Linked DNA regions of Mus musculus: region 2 is linked to region 1. A link is a contact called in public promoter capture Hi-C data. All regions are on one chromosome and are shown on one strand. The core of a region is the stretch at or near the end of the contact, and the rest is flanking DNA. Distances in the headings are between cores, read along the strand shown. Region 1 holds the start of 4933439K11Rik (RIKEN cDNA 4933439K11 gene). Region 2 holds the start of Dusp23 (dual specificity phosphatase 23).

Region 1 (5,647 bases), core at 2,217-4,716:
GGCCATATTGTCTACTACTACTACTACTACACATCAGAGGGGAAGCATGGAAGGCCAGTGGTGAGTGGAGGGGGAGACAGACAGGATCAGGAAGAGGGAAAATGAATAGAAAGGGCTGAACCTGTGGTTCCACTAAACTGACATGGAGGGATCCATTGGCGCCCTGGATTAGAGCTAATGCATAGTGAAGGCTGCCTCCGGGGTTAACTTCGAGGTTAGCTGAAATTATGAATGAGGCAGAGGTCGGAGATGAGTTTGGAATTAGAGTTAAGGTCGGTATTAAGGTTCCAATTGCAGCTAGAAGTGCAGCAGGCACCGACCACAGCTCCGTGTTAAGGCAGGACTTTGTGCTATGGAAAGAAATCTGTTTTCAGTGTCATTCACAGATCTGCATGTGCGTACAGGTTGAGGTAACTCAAAGGCCCGGTTGAAGTTGATTTAAGATTTGTTACAAATGAATTTGAACTGAGTATGGGATTTAAGTCAGGAGAGGGTGGTTGGGGTTAAGATAGGAAGTAAAAATACATGATCAAGCAGCTTCAAGGTAACCAAAAGGGAGAGATTTTAAGATATAGAAAGATAACAACCCCTGCCACACACACACACACACACACACACACACACACACACACACACACACACACACCCCTGCCAAATCCAGGTTTGGCTCAATGCTGGAAGCACGGGACTGGAGCATAGTGAGGTACCCAGGGTCTGAGGGAGGGATTCAAAAGTGCACGAGCCCATATGAGAGGGGGTGAAGCAACTTAATCCCATAACAAATGTAACTTCTGAAGTCCTGCTCCACCGCCTGCTCACAGCCTGAGGAAGCTCCCAGATGCCAGAAGCTATGAGTAACCAGGGGATTCTGTCGCCAGACGGAACCAGAAGATGAGGCCCCTCAGAGAGATTTGCTGGGGGGAGGGATCCGATTGTGGAGCCCCAGAGAGGTTGAGGTTGGGGGTCTAGGGAAGAATCAGGACCTATTAATTAGAGAAAAAAACACTTTTGAGGGGTTCACAGAGGGTTTCTCAAAGCTGGAAAAGGAGACAGCATTATCGTTGATCCCCCATGACCTACTGAAGGCTAATTGTCACCTGCTTGCAATTTGGAGCCTATAAAAGAAGCTGTCAGTCTCCCTGCCCTATGCCATGGGGGTGGGGAGGAGGGGAGAGGGTACCAGTCATAGATCCAGCCTAGTGTTCCTACCTTCTAAGACTGGCCTGCAGCCCAGTGGCTCTTTAAGCCTCTGCCTCAGCAAAAGAAGAGGGCCCCACTCCTGAGAGGCATTCTGCTCTAAATCTTCCCTTGCCTTTCCTTCACCATCTGACTCTGCCCTAAACTTCCCATTTCTAACACACACACACACACACACACACACACACACACACACACACACACACACACTCCCACCCCCACTTCCCTTTCAGATCCCATAAAGGTCCAGGCTGACATCAGAAAATCTTGGACTTCCGTGCTAGGAGAGGACAATAGCTCTTGCTTCTATTCTAGGACAGAAATAAAAAGTTAAAGACAAAGACCTAGAAGAGAGTGAGCAGAGACTGTGGGGGATGGAAGAGGCATGACCAGCAATCAGAGCCAGCTTCAGAGATGTGCTCTAGCCCAACCCCAGATCCCTGTGGAGGACAGGCAGCCTAACCATCCTCCAAAACTAACTATCAGCAATCCACACAAACCCCTAGTTCTTCAAGACCCCCAGCTGACCTGGGACTACAACCTGACCCCCTTTAGACCAGCCTCCCTCATGGCCGGCCCCTCCACTCCCTTTTCCGTGTCCCCATGTAGACCTAGAGCTCACCCCAGAACGCTCGGGGATGAGTTTAACCACCTGAACAAGTTTCAGAGGGGTTCCAGAGCAGGAGTTAGGAACTACCACAGGGAGACAGATGGTATGATGTGGGTCTCAAAGCAAGGTGGTGGCGAAGAAGCTGGATTCTGGAAACCAAGGGACCACCACAGCCGCTGACTCTGCAGCAGGTTTCAGTGAAGGTAATAAGATGTAGTACTACCAGGTGAGGCCAAGGGCAGGGGTTCAGAGATGGTGTTGGTGGATGAAGGATCACTCTTAAGTTCTGACAGGAAGGATCAGAGTCACGTTGGAGAAGAGCAGATCTGTTAGTGCTTAAGTTTGAAGATGTGCAGCGCAGCTGTAGATTGAAACTCAAATCAGAGCCGTAAGCAATAACTTCAAACACAGGTGACCCACATATTCTCTGGGCCCGTCATCCAGCCTCCCGAGCCTCTGCATTTCCACTGGCTCACCTCAGAAAGAGGGGGACTGCAAGAGGGAGCCTGGATGTACCGAGATCTGTCCCATCACACAGTATCCCAGAACTGACCTGGCTCACACAGTCTTGACTTCTAAAAGATCGACCTGGTCTCCAGGGACGTGAGAAGGTTGACTGAATGTCATTGACTGAAGTGCCAGGAGGGCAAGCAGAGGTGAGAGGGAATCCCTTGTAAAGAGTGTGTGGAATCCTAATGACAGAGCTGAGGGAGAACCGAGAAGCCTTCACGCTAAAGGTATCTTCACAGCACGAAGCTCAGCTGCATCTCCATCTCACGGACCTTCATCTGGACTTCATGCTGGAATGTGGGGAAAGAGCGAAGAGTCTCGGCTCCTCTCCTATAGCATCCCCGTGGATGGGAGACAGAGCCAAGGGAAGGGACACTTAGCCCACGATGTGATGAGGTGTGCTGATAATAATCACAAGGTCCTGCTTGGTGGAGATGATGTTTAAAGAGAGACTGAAAAGGTTACTGATCATGATGAGCCGAGAGAGAGAGAGAGAGAGAGAGAGAGAGAGAGAGAGAGAGAGAGAGAGAGAGAACCCCTGAGGTGGCCAGAGCTGTGTCTCGGTGCTTGGGAAGTAAGCCAGGGTCCTGCCAGACACAATTCAGAAAAAATGAAACCAGGAGTGACAGCTGGTGATTATTTTTGAACAGAGTAGATAAAATCCTTGAGCACTAAACCTCTTGGAACCTTCGACTCGAAACCTACGAGAACTTCACTGGGATCATAGCCAGGTCCTCGGGACTGATTCTGCAACTCAGATTGATTGGCCTGAACCATGCGCCCCCATGTGTGGAGACAGATTTTGTGATGTATTAATCTCTATCTGTCCAGTGGGACCTTGGCTTTTGGACTTGTAGGAATAAAATTTGCTTTTGCTTCAATATTTGGACTTTCCCATCACGTATCTTCAAAGAGAAGCTGTGGTCCCCTCAACCCCCAGGGTGGTCCCAGGCCTGGCCTGCTCTAAACAACTGCCCAGAGAGGCTTTGGAAGAAAGCTTAGGTGTGGGGTTCAGAGCCTTTCCCACTAAGCCTGAACAGACAGGCCCTCCCTCTGCCCTCCCTGTTTGTTTCCTGTTGCCTGGATACCTGAATAAAGGACTGGATGAGAGAAGGTGGGGCTTGTCTCAGCTCAGCCAGGCCTGGCTGGAGAGGGAAGTGTTAACTCTCAGGGGAGCCATAAGCCCTGCCCAAGAGTAAAGAGGACGCCTCCCCTCCTCCTCCAGGTTCCTCCTTCCGATACTTCCCCCGGAAGCCTCTGCAAAGCCCAGTTTCCAGAACACCGGCACTGTCCCACGTAAGGCTCACCATGCAGAGTGGATGGATACAGAGAGCTTCCTTCCGTCTTATAGATTGTGCACCTGTTTAGCGCGGCCCCAAGACTAGGGCTGTGCATGTCACACACACGAAGACACTGGTGGACTGGGCTTTCTGAGCAGGTAGGTAGTGGGCGCCTTGTCTCTCAGGGAAAGCAAGCCAGGTTCTGCAACCATTTGCCTAAGGCTTACAAAGAAGACTGGAACGCCGGCAGTTCTCCAAGGTCTCCTCCAGCCATACGTTCTCGTGATTTGGTAGTGCTCATTCCCATTAGCCCAGACACAGACATTCTCCGGTAGCCGTGTAGGGGGAAAAATTCACGGACTCTGAGGAGTTTCTCCCAGGCCCTCCCTCCCTAGCCGACCTCCCTTCTTCACCTCCTCCTCTTCCTGGGAGGCTGAGAAAGTCACAGCTTCAGCTGCAGCACTGTCCCAGCACCAAAGTCATCAAAGCCACTGAGACAGTGGCCACCCTTTTGAAGAAGGATATTGGCACGAATGCAGGAGTTTGAGCCTCAAGAGCCGTGAGGACAAGGGCAAGAGCTGTGAGCGTTAAAGCAGAGGAAAGGGGTTGCACTCTTTAAGGATAGATAAATTGTGATTTCCTGGGATGCATCTCAGTGCACGGAGAGAGATGTGGGTCACTTTTCGATAGGAAGGGACCTGAGGTCTTGACTAAATAGTTGCCTTGACCACGGGAGCTTCCAGGCTTCACAAGAATGTAGCAGGAGGGGTGTGGTCGAAAGAACAGAAAGTGAGGAACTCTCTGTCCCTAAGCCTCCAAGCCTGTGTACCCAGACTTCTTGTCTGAGACTTCAGCGTCTTCTTTCTTCCATCACCTAAACAGCTGCCACCTTTCCTCACCCCCAAAACCCTGCAGAGCTTTGAACTCTGAGAGCCCCTTTCATCCGAGCCTATTCAAAGTGCTTTTACTGAGACCAATTAATGCCCAGCTGTGACCCAAGTCACACGCAGGGGTACTGAAGCTTTCAGGAGCACCAAAGGACATCCTGGCATCCCACTGAGTCAGGGACTATGTGGCTAGGCCACCAGAGCTGGCAGCACCCAGCTGGAGCAGTTGCAAAGGTTCAGAGACTGCCCCACCCCCACCCATCCCCCAAGCCACTGCAGAGCCTGGCAACAGGCTCACATGGGCAGGTAGGGCATGGAGCCCAGGCAGGAGCTGGGGCATATATGCCTGAGACACAGCTGCTTGCAGATCTGACTGTGTGTTCTACCCGAGTACCCAACCACTGGGTTTCCTAAGGCTGGACCAATCCAGTCTGATGCATTCCAGAGGCATAAGACAGGCTGTGAGATCCTTGGGTGCTAATCTGTACCTTTCTATATAAGACAATATAAATGCAGTAAATAAAAAGAGTCTGAGCCTGATGTGGTAGTGCATGCTTTTAATCTCAGAACTTGGGAGGTAGATGCAGGTGGATCTCTGTTAGTTAGAAACCATCCTGGTGTATATAGTGAGTTCCAGGATATCCACAGCTACAGAAAGAGGGGCTATCTCAAAAAAAAATTCTGTCATAACTAAGTTACTAATAGTTTGAGCACTCAAAACAAAAAACAAAACAAAAACCAGAAAAACTTTACATGAACAAAGAAAATACACCAACATCAGGACACCTCCTACTTATCTACTGGTCGCCACCCCCAGCCCCAGCCCCAGCCCCAGCCCCAGCCCCGCCCACTGCCCTCTGCAGCCTCCCAGAAAACCCCAAGGTTGATCTGTGGCTTGGAGGGAAACACAAAACCACTTGTGCCTCTGAGCATAAGGTCAGCGGAAGCTTCCCTAGCAGAAAGAGCTCAGCAAAGGGTCAAGAGTTAACCTTTAGGGGCAAGGCTGAGGCCGGTCACTCCTGACTGCTGAGTCTGCGGGTACCTGAGAGCCCTCGATACCACACGGTTTTTTTTGTACCCCACCTCACTTCACACACACATCCGCCCCGTAGACTGTGTGTTCACCTCACTTCCTACTGACTCAACCACTGTTGCCACAGAAG
Region 2 (5,647 bases), core at 1,867-4,366, 82 kb before region 1:
ACACATACCCACATACACACATATGCACATACTATCTATCAATACAGATGCACGCAGTAGAGATTGTCCCCAATAAAGACCAAGAAACCTGCTCCCTTTATGAAAATAGTAATTAGACAGAATCACTTCCTTAAAAGGAGAGACACGAAAGGGGGAGGCTGCAGGAGGGAGATGTGAGGGTAACATAGGGACAAATATAATTACAATACTCTGTATGAAACTGGGTTTTTTTTGTAATTTAAGCCTTTCAGAAAAATAAAAGCATAAATTCAACAAATAAACAGTCTAGGATAATGTTCCTTATCTATTTTAATTGGAGGTTGTGTGTGAGTACACACATGTAAAAATTCACTGGGGTGTGTATTTGTTTCGTGTTTTAGTGTGTGAATTAAATTACAGTAAAAAAATGAAGTTTTAAAAGAAGTTACACATAATATTCAACACAGTCCCCATGCAACTGAAGAATCCACAGACACCCTGGAGACTCCCAGTGTCTTGAAGTACGTCTTGCCAATGCATTCTCTTTATTTTTTCAGTCCATTTACTTAACACTTTTGAACACTATGTCCAGACGCTGGTAAAAATAAAAGATTCAACAAATCAGTCTTAGTTCCAACAAAAACAGGAAACTCTGGCTCAACAAAGCAACTTCCACAGTGGGAAGATCAGAGTACACAGAGCCTAAACCCTCCTGAGGCCCAGATAGCCCTAAACAGACAAGAAAGATCCTGTAGATAATGTGTAAGAGACTGCCGAGGTTGCAGGAAGCCTCGCCAGGAGCCCAGCAGTGGCTTTTCTTACAGAAACCCTCAGCTGAGACAGAAAATTAAAGGAGACACCTGCAATGGGACACAGCTCAGACATGGACCCTGAGCCCTTCTCTCTCTAGAAGATGAAGGATGAGCAGACAAGGGAGAGCAAGTCTTCACTCGGAGCTAACTGGCCTTTCCACAGGCAAGCCTGCGTAGGAGGGAGGATGATGGACGACCTTTCAGCCTCAGAGACCCACAGGAGAGAGGACACACTGAGAGCAGCCTAGGGGCTCATTAGAGAAGAGAGTCTGCCTCCCACTGGAGAAGACAGGCTTGGAGCTGGATAGGAAGGAGATAAGAGACGTGCACGGAAGGGCGAGGAGAGACGTGGAAAGTTCTTCCCTGACACGTGGAAGGTAGACAGAGAAAGCAGAGAACCCAAGAAGTGATCTGCCCACACGGACAGTTCCTGGAAATGTTACTTCCAGACACAGCTGTCTGCCGTCAAGGTTCGTTCCCACTGAGCCAGAGCAGGCAATCCACCTCGGAAAGGAGAAATCCTTCCATTTTGCTGATGCCGTGGACAGCCCTCCCGCTGCCCGGTTGCTGAAACAATGGACTCCACGATCCTGGAATTTCCCCCGAGAGCCTCACGCAGGAGAAGGGAAAGACTGGGAGCCTGGTGTTTGAGAGATGGGGAACTTGTCTCCTTGTATGAGAGACGAAAGCAGAGGCTAGGGTGAAGGGGGGCATGGAGAACCACACCTTGACCAGGAACACTCAGTTATACATAACTCTTACCTTCTACCTAAGCCTAATCCTCATACCAGGACCCTAAAGATAGACTTGGGTGGTAGGGACTGGACCTCCTTGTTTCTCTCACTAATGTAGCACACTGAATAAACCACCTCCCGCTTTCACTAGCAGGTTTATTTAATTGGCCCATTGAAGAGACAAGTAGCCCATCTTGGCTTGTTATGGCTCCCAAGGCCCAGATTTTCACCCTAATGACCAGCAACCAAGGGAGGGTAGGATGTCTTCATACCCAGGTCTTGTGGGCTTAGGTCAGTATGTCCCTAGGCCCCCGGTTAAGAAAATACCCAGGGTTTTAAACACAAAATGTTTGGAAGAATGTGAAGATGGCTGTGTAACACTGTCATTTCCTGGATGACTGTAGGAAAGTGTGCCATTAAAAGATTCTGGAGAGGGGGACAGAACAATGGCTCAGCAGTTAAGAGCACTGGCTGCTCTTCCAGAGGTTCCATCCCCAGCACCTACACGGCAGCTCACAGCTGTCTGTAACTCCAGCTCCGGGAGTCCTGACACCTTCACACAGATACACATGCAAGCAAAACACCAATGTACATAAAATAAAAATAATAATAATTTTTAAAACAAGATTTCGGAGCTGGAGAGATGGCTCAGCAGTTAAGAGTACTGACTGCTCTTCCGGAGGTCCTGAGTTCAAATTTGAGCAACTACAAGTTGGCTCACAACCAGCTGTAATGGGATCCGATGCCCTCTTCTGGTGTGTCTAAAGACAGCTACAGGGCACTCATATACATAAGATAAACATTTTTTTAAAAGAGAGAGAGATTCTGGAGAATGGTATCTTCCTTAGCTTCCTCGGTGCCTCAGTTTTCTCATCTCTAAAATGGGGTTACTGTGATCACCTACCTTATGGCGATTAATTAACATATATAAAAAGTATTTGCACAAGTACCTAACACAAAGCAAAAGCTTAAATGTTGTTAACCCTTATGTTGTTGATAGTGGTTACTATATTACCCTGAGTACCATTTCCAGTGCCACATATTTCCCCACCCCCCATCCTTTAACTACTGTCGGCAGTAGAAAAATAAAACTTTCTATTGTCTGGGACATAGTAGTTCCCTCTTACTTCAAGAACTCAAGAAGACAGCAACCATGACTGCTTGGTCATTGAAGAGATTACCTACTCACACCCGCGCCCAGGCAGAAGTAGATTTTTCTATCACTATTTAAACCCCTTGTATAAAAACTATGAAGAGACCAGGCCGTTAGGCGGCTGGCCCACGATGCAGTAGCTCCAACGCACCACCAGGGAGCAGCAGAGCCCAGCCCTGGGCTGTTTTCTCTACAGGAGCAATTAATTGGTTCCAGGCTTCCTTAGTGCCTTCACTCCCCGCTGCAATAATCACGCTTGTTGTTGATTACCCAGCCTATCAACGAGTGCCCTGCTCGCGTCCGTTGGGCTGTAGGGTTTCTCTGCCTGCCTTGGAGCCGTCTTAGCCCCGCCCCCGCTGTTCAGCCAACCCTGGGTGGGGAGGAGCGTCACGGGGGAGGGTCCAAGAGACTACGTGGCCCGCTAGGGCAAGTGCTGAGCGGGGACGGAATCCAGCCCCAGAGGGGGGGTGACCCAATCTCCCGGCAGAGTAGGAAAGGCCAGCCTCGCCCTGAGTAAACTCCCCCCACGATGGGCGTGCAACCCCCCAACTTCTCCTGGGTGCTTCCGGGACGGCTGGCCGGACTGGCGTTGCCCCGGCTGCCCGCGCACTACCAGTTCCTGCTGGACCAGGGTGTGCGGCACCTGGTGTCCCTGACGGAGCGCGGACCCCCTCACAGTGACAGCTGTCCCGGCCTCACGCTGCACCGAATGCGCATCCCTGACTTTTGCCCGCCGTCCCCGGAACAGATCGACCAATTTGTGAAGATCGTGGACGAGGCCAATGCCCGGGGAGAGGTCAGCACGCTCGTGAGCCAGAGCGAGAGGGCGGGGCCTGGAAGGAAATGAGTGGGCGGGGCCGGAGCTGGAGTCCGAAAAGAGTGGGAGAGCCTGGGGTTGGGGGCGGGGGTGACAGGGCTAAGTGGGGTGGGAGCTAGATGGACCCACTCCCTGACTAAAGTCAACTATGCTGCTAGGAGAGGTGGTGCCAAGTAGGCTGGAGAGAGAGTACTGTCAAGTGAAATCCTTCCAGGAGTCCAGGGAGCGCCTATGTCAGACGGAATCAGTTCAAAGCCCTTTTACTAGAGGTCCAAATGTCATAGAGACACACTTGTAATTTTAAATTTTACTAGCAGCTACGTTTTAAAAAAAAAACAAAAACAAAAAACGAAAAAGATGAAAAAGAAGCAGGTGAAGTTAATTTTGTACTAATCCAATAAGTCAAAAATATTATTTCAACATAGAATCAATATGAAACAAATTATTAATGAGGCATGTCCAGTCTTTTTCATGCCGCATCTTCAGGGCCTGGTAAGTATTTTGCACCTCAGCTCAGTTTGGACTGACACATTTCAGGAAAAATAGCACCACAAGTGGCTGGATGTACTATACAAGACAGCACAGGATAGAGGCCAGGCGATGTAGGCTGAGAGCCCAAGTTGGAACCAGCCATTCCAGAGGCCTCCTAGTCACCTGTCCTCCCACAGCTTTGATGTCACTTCTTGGAGAGCCTGTGATGTGTGGGGTGAGGACAGGGGAGTATTGGGGAGGGCATTGGACTCTACTCCATCAGTCTCCACTTCACAGGCTGTTGGAGTGCACTGTGCCCTAGGCTTTGGCCGCACTGGCACCATGCTAGCCTGCTACTTGGTGAAGGAGCGGGCTTTGGCCGCAGGAGATGCCATTGCTGAGATCCGGCGCCTGCGACCAGGATCCATTGAGACGTATGAACAGGAGAAGGCCGTCTTCCAGTTCTACCAGCGAACAAAATGAGGACTTCAACAGCCCGCCTTTCCCCCTCCCCAACTCCTGCGGCCAGGGAGGAAGGGGAGTGAACTAAAGTACTGCATCCTTCAGGTCCCTCTGACTCCTATTGGACAAAAGTAGTCCTTCCCCAAAGCCATAACGTGGCCGGCAGGATGGCCGAGACCCCACAAAAATGAGGTAATAACTGATAAGAACTCATCACCGCTGCATAGCATGTACACAGCACTCCCAATACATCTGGGTGGTTGAAAAGACAAAAAAAAAAAAAACAAAAAAAAAAAAAAAAAAACCACTTCTGTTCTTTGGATGAGGTGTCTAGAGTTCAGAAAGGCCTCCGGTCACAGTTCTGGGAAACAGAAGGATAGGCCAGGACTCCAGCACACACCTTTGTCATCCTGAGGATGATGGGATTCTAAGTGCTGTTCCCTGACATGTGATAGAGGAGAACTGGTCAGTGAAGGAGACCCATGTCCCTGGCCACATGGCCTCCAAGCAGCCTCAGGCCGCTGCACTCCTACACCAGCAGTGCCCCCTTGACATCACCCCTTATGTAGGGTCATCCGTCCTACCTGAGCCACCTTTGTTCTCTCAGGGTACAGAAGACCTGCATATCGTGCTACAGATGAGGTCTCTCTCTGTCTTATCTGTTTCTCTCTTGGTCTCCCCCTCCCACTCTCCCTCTTAATCTCCCTCTCTCCCTCCCCCTTCCTCCCCCCACCAGGGCTGGCCACCTCTTACCAGCCTCAGGTGACTCAGCTCATCTGTCACCTCCAACCCCTATGTCGTCCCCAGCCTCAGACCAACGAATGCTGAAACTGTGTCTTGGTGGTTTTAGAGTGGATATTAAGTGATCAAATAAATAACTCTGGGACTATGAATCTTGGCCATGTTTCTCAGGTGTTATCTTCACGTCTCCCCTGTTGGACTCCACCCAGCCGCAAGCGCCACACTTTAGACTTTCTGAGAGATGAGATAAGTGTCATTCATGAGCCCAGTGGACTCTTCCATAATGGCAGTCTGAATCCATGCCCTATCTTCCATAATAGGCTGAACTGAGTAAGGGAGACTCTGCGTGTCTGTGTGAACCAGGTGCTGTTAGAGATGGAACCAACTCAGCAAAAAGAAAAGCCATGATTCCTATTCTCAGGAGCCCTGCCTTCTGGAGAAGGGTAATGACATTCTCTTCACACTCGATGGACACTAA

Evidence for each region. Capture Hi-C pulls out chosen DNA fragments and counts their contacts.
Region 2: a contact with region 1 is called in a promoter capture Hi-C map of pancreatic islet. The contact joins the promoter of Dusp23 here to the promoter of 4933439K11Rik in region 1. A contact is called at or near these places in 14 of 39 promoter capture datasets (the 3T3-L1 cell line, the C10 cell line, the HPC-7 cell line and 9 more), 16 of 484 Hi-C or Micro-C datasets (CD8 T cells, Th2 cells, bone marrow-derived macrophages and 7 more), 8 of 115 datasets of contacts at active chromatin or transcription factors (bone marrow-derived macrophages, embryonic forebrain, embryonic limb bud and 4 more) and 4 of 9 other capture datasets (adipose tissue, liver, macrophages and 1 more).

Annotation. Positions count from the first base shown.
Region 1 is chr1:172,548,625-172,554,271 of GRCm38.p6, reverse strand. It overlaps 4933439K11Rik (RIKEN cDNA 4933439K11 gene), which reads left to right and starts at 3,466. Exons shown (of 3, transcript NR_040558.1): 1 at 3,466-3,755.
Region 2 is chr1:172,630,443-172,636,089 of GRCm38.p6, reverse strand. Dusp23 (dual specificity phosphatase 23) reads left to right here and starts at 3,116. Exons shown (of 2, transcript NM_026725.2): 1 at 3,116-3,474; 2 at 4,264-5,321. The coding sequence starts at 3,208. The coding sequence ends at 4,449. Gm35601 (a long non-coding RNA gene) reads right to left here and starts at 3,110. Exons shown (of 5, transcript XR_001779542.2): 1 at 2,949-3,110.